2 separate regions of the Gossypium hirsutum genome follow, and region 1 is linked to region 2. The links are chromatin contacts, called in public Hi-C maps. All regions are on one chromosome and are shown on one strand. Each heading gives the region's core, a stretch centred on a gene start, on an enhancer-like site or on the middle of the called end of the contact. The rest is flanking DNA. Distances are from core to core; before and after follow the strand shown. Region 1 holds the start of LOC107888752 (mitochondrial import receptor subunit TOM20). Region 2 holds the start of LOC107888805 (ATPase family AAA domain-containing protein FIGL1).

Evidence for each region. Hi-C and Micro-C count contacts between places; a contact is called where the count stands out from the background.
Region 1: a Hi-C map of leaf shows a contact between it and region 2, with 1.9 times the contacts expected there. The contact joins the promoter of LOC107888752 here to the promoter of LOC107888805 in region 2. A contact is called at or near these places in 3 of 34 Hi-C or Micro-C datasets (leaf and seedling).

The regions. Positions count from the first base shown.
Region 1 is chrA09:16,703,416-16,709,682 of Gossypium_hirsutum_v2.1, reverse strand. LOC107888752 (mitochondrial import receptor subunit TOM20) reads right to left here and starts at 4,309. Exons shown (of 6, transcript XM_016812944.2): 1 at 4,021-4,309; 2 at 3,837-3,915; 3 at 3,574-3,743; 4 at 3,412-3,459; 5 at 2,661-2,759; 6 at 717-1,060. The coding sequence starts at 4,116. The coding sequence ends at 971.
Region 2 is chrA09:16,415,929-16,422,837 of Gossypium_hirsutum_v2.1, reverse strand. It overlaps LOC107888805 (ATPase family AAA domain-containing protein FIGL1), which reads right to left and starts at 5,492. Exons shown (of 14, transcript XR_001681492.2): 1 at 4,825-5,492; 2 at 4,450-4,588; 3 at 3,914-4,294; 4 at 3,534-3,772; 5 at 3,092-3,219; 6 at 2,868-2,986; 7 at 2,693-2,785; 8 at 2,386-2,487; 9 at 2,059-2,161; 10 at 1,691-1,774; 11 at 1,510-1,605; 12 at 1,292-1,419; 13 at 1,036-1,196. It also overlaps the pseudogene LOC107888807.

The DNA.
Region 1 (6,267 bases), core at 3,060-5,559, 290 kb before region 2:
TTTGTCAAATTAACTACCTGGTACCTAAACATTTCTTTTTGTCAAATTAAGTTACCTAAACTTGGCTTTTTGGTTTAAACATATGCTTAAGAACTAGTTATCTAGTTCAAATTGGTTCAAATAAATCATTTATTGTAACTATTAATTTAGACCAGAAAGCCAAGTTCATGTACCCATTTAGACCAAATTAAACTTTAAGTATCAAATTGAACCTTGAAGCTAAATTCAATTAGGTACCTAAACTTGGCCTCAAGACTCAATTTGGTACCCAAAATTCCCTTCTTTTTTATTTTTTTTTGTCAAATTAAGTACTTAAACTTGCCTTTTTAGTTAAGATATATGTTAAAAACTAGCTACATAGTTCAAATTGGTTCAAATAAATCATTTATTGTAACTATTAGTTTGGACCAAAAAGCCAAGTTCAATTACCAATTTAAACCATAAATGCCAAGTTCATATATCTAATTGGACTAGATTAAATTTTAAGTACCAAATTGAACCTTAAAGCTAAATTCAAATACCTAACTGAACCCAAAAAGAAAAACTTAAAGTACCAATTTAGATCTTAAAGCCAAATTCAGGTAGCAAAATGTATATCTGCCCTTCTCAATTCAATCCAAAGATCCTTCTAATATTGTTTTTTTTTTAATATACAAAAAGAATCACTTTTCCCTATTGACAAATTTGAACAAAAACAAAAAGTATAGATTCGAATAAATAATCAACAGAAAAATTTTTCATGTTAATAATCACTCAACTATTCTCCAAATAAAGCAATTGTACTGTAAATGACTAGTGTTCAAGCATTAGCCGAGAAGCACGAATAAGGTCAAAAAAACTAAACTAACGTAAATTAGGGCTGTTTGAATCAATGCAAACAGCATTTAGATGTCGGGGCGTTGCTTGCATCCTGTGATTATCGTGGTGGTAGTGGTGGCAGCTGTGAAGATGGTATCTGAGATTTTGCAAATCAAACCCATGCAACAATGCCAACAGCAAGGATTACCCATCCGAAAATGTCGTATTTGAGATCACTACTTTTCTTATTTTTTGTAGCAGTCTGCAAGAAGGTAAACAGAGAATTCATACAAAGGAATAATATATATATATAAAAAAAAAAAAGATCATGGCCTTCAAGTAACACTGCATACAAATTTGCACTTCAAATGAAAGAGAATCGTAACATGGTTGAAACAGTGACTGAACGTATGCTCATTCTTAGCTAATAATCCCCTTATTCATCATAAGAAAAGCATTTGATGGGAATTTGAGAAAATCCAGCAGCTCAATCAGCAGTCTGCAAAAGTAAGCTACATGAAATCCGTTATCTCCATCTCACTAGATCAATGTTTACATTGTTAGGTTACTTCCTGCCAAACTACTTACATTTATGTGATATTTTGCAAGCTTTTACCCCTCTTCATTACCAAAACCACTCGTGCACAAAAGCATTCTAGGTCTACATTATGCAGGATTCAATCATCTAAAAACAATCTCCTGATTTGTCCTCCGCTGCTGCAGCTTTCCTCATTTCAGCCATGCTCATTTTAGGGTAGAGATGTGTCGTTTCTAACTCAATACATGGTAACATAAAGCATGATTAGACCTTTTGCCATTGTAATAATATCTCGTGCCTTGGTATCAAACATTTCCTCCATAGCACGTTTGTATCTACCTACTCTAATCCTGTGATTAATTGATTACCACTTTGCTCAAGTTTTCCTTCACCAATAAAAGCTCAAAAGCCCAAATGTCAATAATGGCTCTTGTAAACTTAAATGCACTGGTAATTAAAGAAAAATAAAAAGTATAGCATAAGCTTGTGGTTATTGATCCCACCTGTTTGGGCTGAACCTATTTTAGAGTCGAACATTAGTTCAATTTCGATTCTCTAACTAAGGCTTAGGTTGTGAATTTATTTCTTTCCTTAGTTTTCATGATTATACTTTTATTTCAGTTGAATTTAGCTTCCTTCTAAGAATAGGTTTCCTCTTTATGTGATAAAATTGGTCCTAATTTGAAGGGACCTATGAAATAATAAAATGCTAAGCAGAATTTCTATCAAAAACCTTAAAGAGATTCAGGTCTCTTTTTAATGAGACCTAAGCTTTCAATCTCTCTTCAATCGGCAGAAAGGTTTCAGTCTCCCTTTAACGAGCTGAATTATCAATCACCATAAGTCATTCCAAGAATCATGATAAAGGGAAACCAATCGATTTTGACTTTCTCGTCAATCACCCAATGACTTAAAACTACTAACCTATACATCTCATCTCTCGCTGCAAGAATTCCATTATAAAAGACAAAAGCCATGAGCTGGATCCTGCTCCTAAGGAGCTTCGGCATGCACTTCCACATGTTGCATGGAAGCATAACTGCATGTCCCCTAAATTAACCTTAATAAATCAGCAATCGATCTAATATTAAATGTTGTTTCACTGAACCTATAAACAAATTTAAAAGTCAATCAAGGAAAAACATAGACAAAAAGATAACTATGTGACCTTTGCCCTTTACAAAGCCTCATGCAAGCCTCAATGATAAATTAAGCAGCACTTGACAACGTAAACCACAGAGACATGATAGGGTCAAAAGCAGGGGAAAAAAAAAGTGAAAATAAGAAGAAATGGAATGCAAAAGGAAGAAACTCTAAGGACTACCTTTGCTGAGCTGGAGGTAGAAGTAGAAGTAGAGGGTCCAGCACCAAGCATCTGTTGACCTAAACCTTGCTTAATGATTTCCTGGTGTAACTCTGGAGCCTGAGGTAACAGTAAGAATTAAGAAATCAAAGGTAAGGAGGATTGCAGAGAACAAATGGCGCATGGAACATTTTGAACTTAATACCTCCCTCTAGTTTGGCTTTAAGAAACCTCTTAACTGATTGGCTTCAAACAAGGCAGAAAATGTGTTCTGTACAATTAATTTGTCCTAAGGTAGTCATGTTTATATGCCCTTAGAATGCGTCTATTACCACAAATCTCAAGTTTTATTTATTCTGAAATTTATCAGTGTAAGATATATAGGCAAACAAAATCTAGACTACCATGACTAGATATATTTCTATATAATACCGAGCTATATCCATATGCATCTGAATTTCACAGCATTCGGCCAAAAAAAAAAAAAAAGAATGGTTGCAATCATTTCAAGAGACGTTAATGTGCAAGTTAACCAGTAGGATCAATACAAAGGGTGGAGCAATCTTCTGCAAGGTTTGCAAACTATTCCGCATTTAACATCTAAGGACAACACAAGGAATTTATCTAACAGTCATGAAATAGAATCAATATGCTCCATCTCACACTTCCAAAAGTAAATACATGTTGTACTCGGCCATTGAAAGTTAAAAATCAGATGAAATATAAGCATTATTTAAAGAATAAATCGTACCAAGTATGGAGAGAGACCTACCTTAGCAGATATTTCCAAAGATTTCAGGTAAATTTCATTGCTGGGATCCTACAAATACAAAGCTACCAAGTTAAAAAAAAAAGAGCATTCAAGCAATGAATCTATAGATCCATCCATAAATGCAGTAATTGATACTTTAGCCAAACAAAACTACAGAAAAACCTCATCAACTGCTTGCTGGAAATATTGAGCTGCCTTTTCGAAGTAAGGCCTGGCCTCATCTTCCTTGTTAGTCAAAAATGCAAAAGAAGTCTGAGCATTTCCCAAACACCATAAAGCATCATGCTTTTTAGGGTTAATCGACAAAGCCTCCTCTAGCTTCGAAATAGCATCTGTTCACAATAAATTTTTAGTAACCAAGAAAATTAATATTTGAATTACCAATGAATGAAATTAAATTTTATGTGTATATATATTATGAGAACCTTGAATCATTTTCTGTGAATCTGGAACGCTTTGAAACTGAGACAACTCAAGTAAAGCTCCAGCCCATCTTGTTAAGTTCTGCAAACAATAAATATAAATTAAAAATTAGCCAAATATCAATTTTAATTGGAAAAAAAGAGGAAGAAGAAGAAGAGAAAAGATCGACAGAAGGAGGAAGCGAACGTCGGCATCGAGAGGATTGGAAGCGTAAGTAGCTTCGGAAATTTTACGAGCTTGCTCGAAAAAGAGCAGCCTATCGAGCTCACTCGACGATTCCATGGCTGCTCGTTCTAACTTCTTCTTCTTCTTCTTTTATCGGGTTCGATATTTCTTATATAATAAGCTTAGAGAAAACAGTGATTATGGCTTCTTCTCAGTTCCGACCACAATGGCGGCCAATTGGAAACTGCTGCTAATGTTCAGTTTCCGTTAAAGAAAAATGGAAAACAAATAAATAAATAAACTGGGTTTTTCGGGTATTTTCACATTTAAGGGTTATAGTCCTCTTTTCTAAAATGGGCTTAGGATGCAAATATAGGATAATATTGGGCTTGGGCTTGCTTTCTTGGAAGGACAATCTCTGAATAAATTCATTTTGGCAGTCAAGCTTCAACTAATATTCGAATTATTGTTTTGACCAAATAAAATATTCGAATTAATGACTTAATATAAATATATTAAATATATATTAATATTAGTTTTCTTATCCAACGGTACGTTGTTGATTGTACGTATCAATTAAAAAATATTAAATTATTTTATAATTTTATAATTTATTTTATATATTTTGTAATTCAATATTTTATTTTATAAAAATAATGTCTTAAATTATTATATACATATATATATGATATATACAATTTCTAATATTATATCCATCATTTTATTACTTATTCATATTTCATATAACGAAGGTATAGTCTTTTTTTTTCTTTCCATCAAATAAAAAAAACTCAATTCTATAAAACAATCTTTATTATAATAAAATCTAATTAACATAAAAATCCTTATAAATAAGAATCTAATTAGCATACATTATAACATAATAAACTTTAATTTTTTGTAGTTAGTTTTACAATTTAAATTTTTTAAAAATATATTTAATATAAGTATTTATGAATTTTTATATTAATAAAAATTCATATAATGAATTAGAATAAAAAATTTAATTTAGCATAGTGAAATTAACTATTTATTAGTCAAAAAAGTTTTTATTTAAAAAATATTTTATGAAACAAATTAAAAATTAAAATTAGTCCCAAATATATTAAAAAAATTAATTTTACGGTGTTTAGCACAATCATACATAATTTATAAATTTAAATTCATTAAAAATAAAACTTTCGTTTTAAATTTGTACAACAAACATGCATGTATGTTGGTATTAACACTTAAAATTTTTGAAACATTTTTAATTCTAATCAAGTAAAAATTAAACATTTTTAATTTCTTAACAATATATTAAAATTTTAAAAAAATAAACTATTAAATATATTTAACAATATTTGTATTTTTTAATTTATTATTTAAGCTATTTTAGTTAATTGGTTAATTTTTATTTTATTTTTAAATATATTAATATTTAAATTATATATTTAAAAATATATATTAATATATGTATAGTTATTTATTATATTGATGGTAGAAAGTTTTAACTCCATAAGTAATGTTAGGATTTTGTCATGTATCCTTAAGATGATTAAAAAAATAAATAAGATATGTGGAAAAATCTCAACCCTGCTAATGGAATAAAAACTTTCAATCGCCATATATACTTTTATAAATTATAGAGATGTAAATACCCATTGGGTCTTGTACATTTCGAACATGAAAAAATTGGTCTTTTAAAAAAAAGTAAGTAAATTAACCCCTGGACGTTTTGATTGTGAGCAAATAAAGACAACAATAATAGTGTTGATGATTTCTGTCAAATTTGTCTAACATGAATATAAGAAAAAAAATAAAACTTAAACAAGAAATCCATTAAACAAGAAATCCATGTGTCATACTCTTTATGTTACAACGATTACGACAATGCTTCTCTCTCCAACTGAATATATAAATACCTATCATCTTGTTCATATTTTCTATTCTATTTTCGCTTGTAATTCTTTTCTAATTCATACTCGAAATTTACCAAGTTTTAGAGATAATGATTTTTTTTTCTTTTTTGTATTCATTAGAAACATAAAACAAAGAGTTCATTAGAAAGAACACATTGAAAGAGAGATTTCCACTCAGTACAAACAGATATAGGTCCAATTCAAAGGGCATCCTCCTAGTTGGATACATTTAGTATTCAGAAACATGAGTTATTAGTTTGTTGTTTACTTGGTCTTTTATCTCTATTTTGGATTAGTATAGTTATTACTCTTATTTTTTAATAGCTTCCCTAATTTCTAACAGCTCTTTAAAATTCTGATGTATCAC
Region 2 (6,909 bases), core at 4,243-6,742:
ATATGGAGAAAATCTTGTTAGATTATGAATCATTGAATAAGGAACTTAAATTGTTAAAAGCATCTCTTTGTGAATCCATGAGGCTTTATCCACCAGTGCCCTGGGACTCCAAGCATGCCATGGCGGATGACTTGTTGCCTGATGGCACGCCAGTCCAGGCAGGAGATAGGGTGACCTATTTTCCCTACGGAATGGGGAGGATGGAAGCATTGTGGGGGGAAGACTGGTATGAATTCAGACCAAGCCGATGGTTTGTCAAACCAGCAAGCTACCATGAAGGATCACTAAAGAAGGTTTGTCCATACAAGTTCCCTGTTTTTCAGGCCGGTCCAAGAGTTTGTCTTGGGAAGGAAATGGCTTTCATTCAGATGAACTATGTGGTGGCTTCCATACTTAGACAGTTTGAAATCAAACCGGTTGTTTCAGAAAAGCCAGTCTTCATGCCACTCTTGACAGCTCATATGGCTGGCGGACTAAAGGTTGTGATTCAGAAAAGAGATCATTCAAGGTAAAAGCAAAAAATAGTGATTCAATGTAAGATGCTAATATGCCATTATGTTTCATCTGTATTATAGTTAGGAGGAAATGCTTAGCTAAAACAAACACATAATATAAAATCTTCATCAAATATTTAATCATAACCATTTGCATCGATCAAGACCATTTATCAAAATCATGTGGTTATCCTTCAGGGGACAAGTTTGTGACTGTAGAAGCTGAACATAGATAATTATCTTCAATTCCTAGTCAGAATGCTACATCACATGCACGAGTGTTTGGAACTATTTAAGTCACCTGAACTGATTCTTTAAGATTAACCTTATCTATTTCTCCTCTCCTTTGATTAACTTCCCTGTTTCAATATTCAAAAGAACCATTATAACTCAAGCTCTTGCTTTAACTAGATTGAGGTTTATTTCACTCTTCTTGTTTTGACACAAAGAAACAAGAAAACGAACCAATGCTGCTAATCTAGGATGATTTATTTTCGAGTTAATGGAAATTAACTGGTACAAGAAGCTGCTAAGGGCTTACTATCGTAGTTCTTTCTCTGCCAAACATTCTCCGTTTTCTTTTGTTTCCTTGTTCAATCATTAGAGTGATAAGCTTCCAAATTGTTTGTTCCATTCTTCATATGTACCCAATTCGTTCATAGAAACTGAGGGCCTTACCTCTTGTAATGCATTCTCGAAATCCTACATTAAGAAGACGAGTTATAAATGATTAAGCTGATGAAAAGTTTTACCTCGTAGACGTGTGCTTTCTAGTGCAGACTTAGAATTTCCATTACCTGAAGGGTTACTGGCCGCATATCCTCTTTCTTCAGCTGTGTAATTTCTATGCCTTGTCTTAGAGCCTCTCTAAGAGGTCCCATAGATGCATCTTTTACTAAGTTTTTCATATCAGATCCTGAGTAGCCTGCAAAGCAAAGGTACCGAACAACGCAATTTCAAAATGGTAGCTAAGATAAAACAAAGCAGCTCAACAGCCAAAAGAAGATAAGCCAACCTTCAGTTAACCTGCATATGGCACTGATATCCTCTTCTGAGAGCTTGAATAGTCCATCCTTCTCCAACAGATTACGAACAATCCAGGCTCTTGCTTCTTCATCACCAGTTAAACTGATTCAGAAAAGAATTCTTTGCCATAAATGGATGAAGTAAGATTAGATAAGAAATGTAAGTTGCACCTGATGAAGGAAGGGGAATGTAGAGTCTCTTGGTAAGTCGTCTCCTTGCTGCTTCATCTAGTTCTTGAGGTCTATTTGTTGCTCCTGGATCATACAAATATGTAATACAATTGCTTGATACGACTCACCATATTTTAAGAGATTGAAGCCCGATCCAAAAATTGAAATGTTGAATGTATCTTCATATTTACTTCATTCTTATCAGATGCAGTCATAATTATCGTACAATTGAACAAGTTTTCTTTTAACCAAGAAAAAATTAAGTATTTAGTAGAGTTCCAAAGCTCTTATTTCCTATAGGAGGTCCATTTAATGAGGCCTTTGCCATTTGCCAACAAACATATATGAATTAATAATTTCAACAATACCTATAAGAAGAATCTGCTCACTGCCACTATCAAAGCCTTCCATTTCAATGAGGAACTGTGTCTTGAGTCTTCTACTTGATTCATGCTCACCTTCTGACTTACGCTGTAACCACAATAAAATAACCTTTTAGAAGAACACTTCACTGGCTGGACAAATTAAAAGAAATGAAAATTTAATCAATCAAAAGAAATGCTCCTTGTTTATTTACATAAATTCATCATCAAGTGTGACCCAATACCCAATCATCTGAGAAAAACAGTACTGCAGTCAAAGGTAACCTGATACCAAATCAAGTTTGTCTTTACAAGCAATAAGGTAAACCTAACCTGAGATAGAAGTGAATCTATTTCATCAACAAAAATAACAGCCGGCTGACGACAACTGGCCACTCCAAAAAGCGCCCTCACTAGCTTTTCACCCTCTCCAATCTGCATTCACCAGTGCCATGCTACCCATTATAGTTCATTCAATATAATCTCTCGTAGAGGATAAAGTAAAGAGTAACCTCTGGAAAGATGTTCGGAGCAACTTAAGAAATTTCAATCTACATTCTTACTGCTGATTACAAGCCTTGCAGCATTTCAAAAAGACGTGCAATGTATTACTAAAGACAAACAGGGCCCAGAAACATACCCACTTGCTTGTCAATGAACTAGCAGATATGTAGAAAAATGTGGCTTTTGCTTCACCAGCTATAGCTTTTCCAATCATTGTTTTGCCTGTTCCCTGTAGGATAATAGGTGTTCACTGAGAAGTCATAAACCCATGATACGAACATTTACTTTTCAGAGAACTAAAAGATACTTACTGGGGGACCGAAGAGAAGAAGACCTCTTCCTGGAGAGCGACAGCCTCTAAATATGTCAGGACGTAATAAAGGCCATATTACCATCTCTGTCACACATTTTTTGGCATGCTCCAAGCCAGCTGCAACATTTTTAGGAGAAACATAAAAGTAGAGAGATTTTTAGATGAGCAAAAAATTCAACCAAAGATGAAACCTAAAAGCAAGTTTCATGTATCTTATAATACCTATATCTTCCCATCGGACGTTTGGGTCTCGATCCATGATCTCATTGCTGACGTGCTCTATAAGGCGAGGTTCCAAATTCCTTAGCTTTTCTGGAAGTTCACCATCAGGACCACAAAGAAGTTCCAAACTGGATCATTAAAACAAGTGAAGAGACAACATAAGACGGTCTCAATTATGCCATTCCATATAATATTTGAAAACAGATCCTTGTGATATGAGCAAAAAGTAATTCCTAAGGTCAGATTAATACATGTCTATGAAAGCATTACAGCTTGTTTATCTGTAAGAAATTCTTTTATCAAAAGAAACCTTACACGGTTGAATCTCCTTCCGGACCAGTTATTGAAATTTTAATACTTATTCATTATCATAGGAGCATGGGCAATGCACAAGGAAATAACTTAAATTGCATTTTTCCTTTGAAGAATTTACATCACTCACCATGTCCTTGTTGTGTCATCTAATGCATCATCACTCTTTCCACCAATCCGTGATGTCACATTTCCAACACTGCCACCATTAGATCTTATGGGGGGTACAAAATTACCACGAACTCCACGTGGCGAAACCCCATAGGATTTTGTACCATAACCTCTAGAACTGAAATTGATATCATTCTGTGGGGAGACAGAAGCACTTGGAGAACCAGCCAGCCCTCGTTTTTGTTTCACATCCATTTCCTATAAGAAAGGGATCAATAATGGTATGTATGCGAGTAATACAAGAACATGTAAAACAAATTTGACTTCCAAATGCTTCAGGAAAAATATTGGAACAATTAGCAGTTATACATGCCAAATCTCCAATGCTTTGTATTATACCAGTTTTGCTCTTGCTGTTACAAACGCATTCCCCGAAACATCAGCATTGACTTCTTCATTGCTTGGCGGTGACCTTGCAGTGTTTTTTCTGGGGCTACCGATTTCTTTATATGCACGCTTTGCCCCAAAGCTATTTCCATGTACTCTTTCTTCCTCTTCAACTTTGGTAAAGTTTGAAACACTATGTCCCCTAGGAAAGCTGTGATAAGAATGGCCCTTTTCCACTATAAAACAGTCTTTGGAACTGTTATTTTTGGAGTCCAAAGAACTTTTGTATGAGCAATTATTTGCTCTTGTAATTTTGTTTCCATACAGAGATGTCAACTTGGCCTGTGTCATAGCTTTAGACGGCTTGTTAATAAACTTATCTTGTTGTCCTCCCTGAAAAAAGTCAGAGCACAGGTTATTTATAAAAATTAAAAAAAAAAGGACTACTTGCAATATATGGGCTTTGTTTCAGAAAGGAACTCCCGGTGCATATGAGTATGACATAATGAAAATTTTTACAGAACAAAATTGCAGGTAAATTGATATACCAATTCATTTAGAACCTTTCCCTTAGATTGCTGAAGCTGTGTACAGAAATACTTTGATTGCTTGATTTTGTCGATATCAATACCTCCTTTCATCCCAAAAACACAACCAGGAGCTTTACCTGCTTGCTCAAATGCTCGGCTGGAAGTACACGATTCTTAGTACACTTTATCAACAACAAAGATCAAGATCTAAATGCGTAACATTAACATTAAACCAAAAAGGTTCCCTATAATCAATCTTCATTGGAAATAAAATAAAGCAGCTAATAGCAAAAAATATCGAAGAAAACAATTATATTAGAATTTCAGCTTTTTCAATTGAACAACAAATAGGTTTAGAAACCTAAAATTTAATTCATGAGTATGCATATATACCGATCAGATTCTTGGACCAGGGCACGGCGAGCCGAGTCGAGCTTAGAGACAACGTCGTCACGAATGGGACGTGTGAAGGTCCGATCGACTTCAGAGTGAGAGACGGAATCGAGGAAGCCAAGAAGCCTAAGCAAGAGGAGCTGAGCCTCCGGGAATTCCCGCTTCTCGAGACACAGCTCGGCGCCGAAGAGCAGTGATTGGAGCCGCTTTAAGTTCTGATCTACTTCTTTTCTCCAACAAATTTTCTCTTTGGATTTCGATTCTTCCATTTTCTTTTCTCTCCCTTCTTTTTCCTGCTTTTTGGTTGCAAAGGAGAAGAAAGAGAAATAAAATGGGGTTGGGTTGTAAAATTTTCCCGCTACTTTCCGGCTTTGCCTCGCTTTAAATTGAAAGGGAAGTTAAGAGATGGCCTCAATTATCAAATAGGCAAATTAAAAGAGCGGCCGCCATGGGCCAAGGTTCCTTAGCCTATTCTTGGGTTATTAGCATGGTGTATAATGAAAAATAGAAATTTATTCATCTTTTTAAGATTTATCATAGAGTTTAATAGAGATTATCAAGATATTTGTTTGTTAGGCAAGACTGTATATCAATCTCCACACGTGGGATCCATATAAAAATTTAAACAATGAGCCTGAGCAAAATTCAAGAATAGTTATCGAGTAAGAAGGTAGATTTAAGTTTTTGTTTATTTTTTAGTTTAGCTAGGTTTTCACCAAAAAAAAAAGTGTGATGAAATATTCTGTATTTTTACCATTTATGTTCAATAAAAAGGGTTAAGGAAGAGGTGTGCTCAATTATCAAATAGGTAAATTTAAAGAGTGTGATGAAAAGTTCCATTTTTTGGCCATTTATGTTAAACAAAGAGTGTAAGGGAGGGGGCGTGCTAAATTATCAAATAGGTAAATTAAAATAGTGTGGTGAAAATTTTGGTTTTTGCCCATTTATGTTTAAAATAAGATTTTAAAGTAAAGTTAATTTGATTTATTTATATTCATGATTAAGTTCATTTAATAAATTAATTAAAACTTGTTTATTATTCTATTATTATTCATTTAAAATTCGTTTTTTATTTGATTATTTTATATCAAAAAAATAAGATATATATCGTAAATCCATTGATAAATGGATATTGGTAAACTCTCAAAACCCCTAAATTCATTCTTTTGTATCTCTTGTAACTCCTAAAGAATTTATAGGGCACTTTAATTATTTTAATTATCTTTATTATATGTTTGTAACCTATAGTGATTGAGGCCCTATAAATAAAAGGCATGTATAAGCTTTTTGGTATCCAAGTGAAAGTTGAATCATCCTTTCATTTTTTTTTCTATTATTCTATCTTGTTCATTCTATAATTCTCTTAGTTTTTTTTTTATCAACGATCAATTTTATCCTCCATGATTTTCAAGATATTTGACGGCAAGACACAAAGTTTTTATAGGAAGTTTCTTATGCTTCATATATGATTAATTTTTTTTAGCTAATTCATGATTAATTATAATTGTTTTGATTAACTTATTTTATTTTTATGTTCTTAAGGTTTATGAAAGATTAGATCCACTCTTAAAGTTTACTATTGATAAATTTTGATTGAATTCAAAATCTACTACTGGAGTTTACTTTGCTTACTTCTTGATAAAATCATTAAAACTTAACATTGAATAATAAAAGTATATCAACTTGATTAGATCTCTATCTTTACACTTTTTCTCAACAATAACATCTTTAAATATTAAATCAATTTGATATATGGTTTAAATATCTAAGATAGCTTTCTTTTTAAGTTTTGATTCCATTGGTTACTTATTGTTTTAAGCATCTTATTTATTCATGAAAATGAATATTGATTAACTTATTTATGTTGTTTTAGTAGTAACTATAATTAAATAATATATTTGATAAAATATATTTAGTATGTAAATTTGTGTTAATAAACCAATAAATTTTCAAGTTTGAAAATTACTAAATTAACTAAACTTGTGTTAATTATTGTTTCATTAAGTTGGGATGAAAGGACAATTACTAAATTAACTAAACTAACTACCTCCTTTGATTGCTTGATTTTGTCAATATCAGTACTTC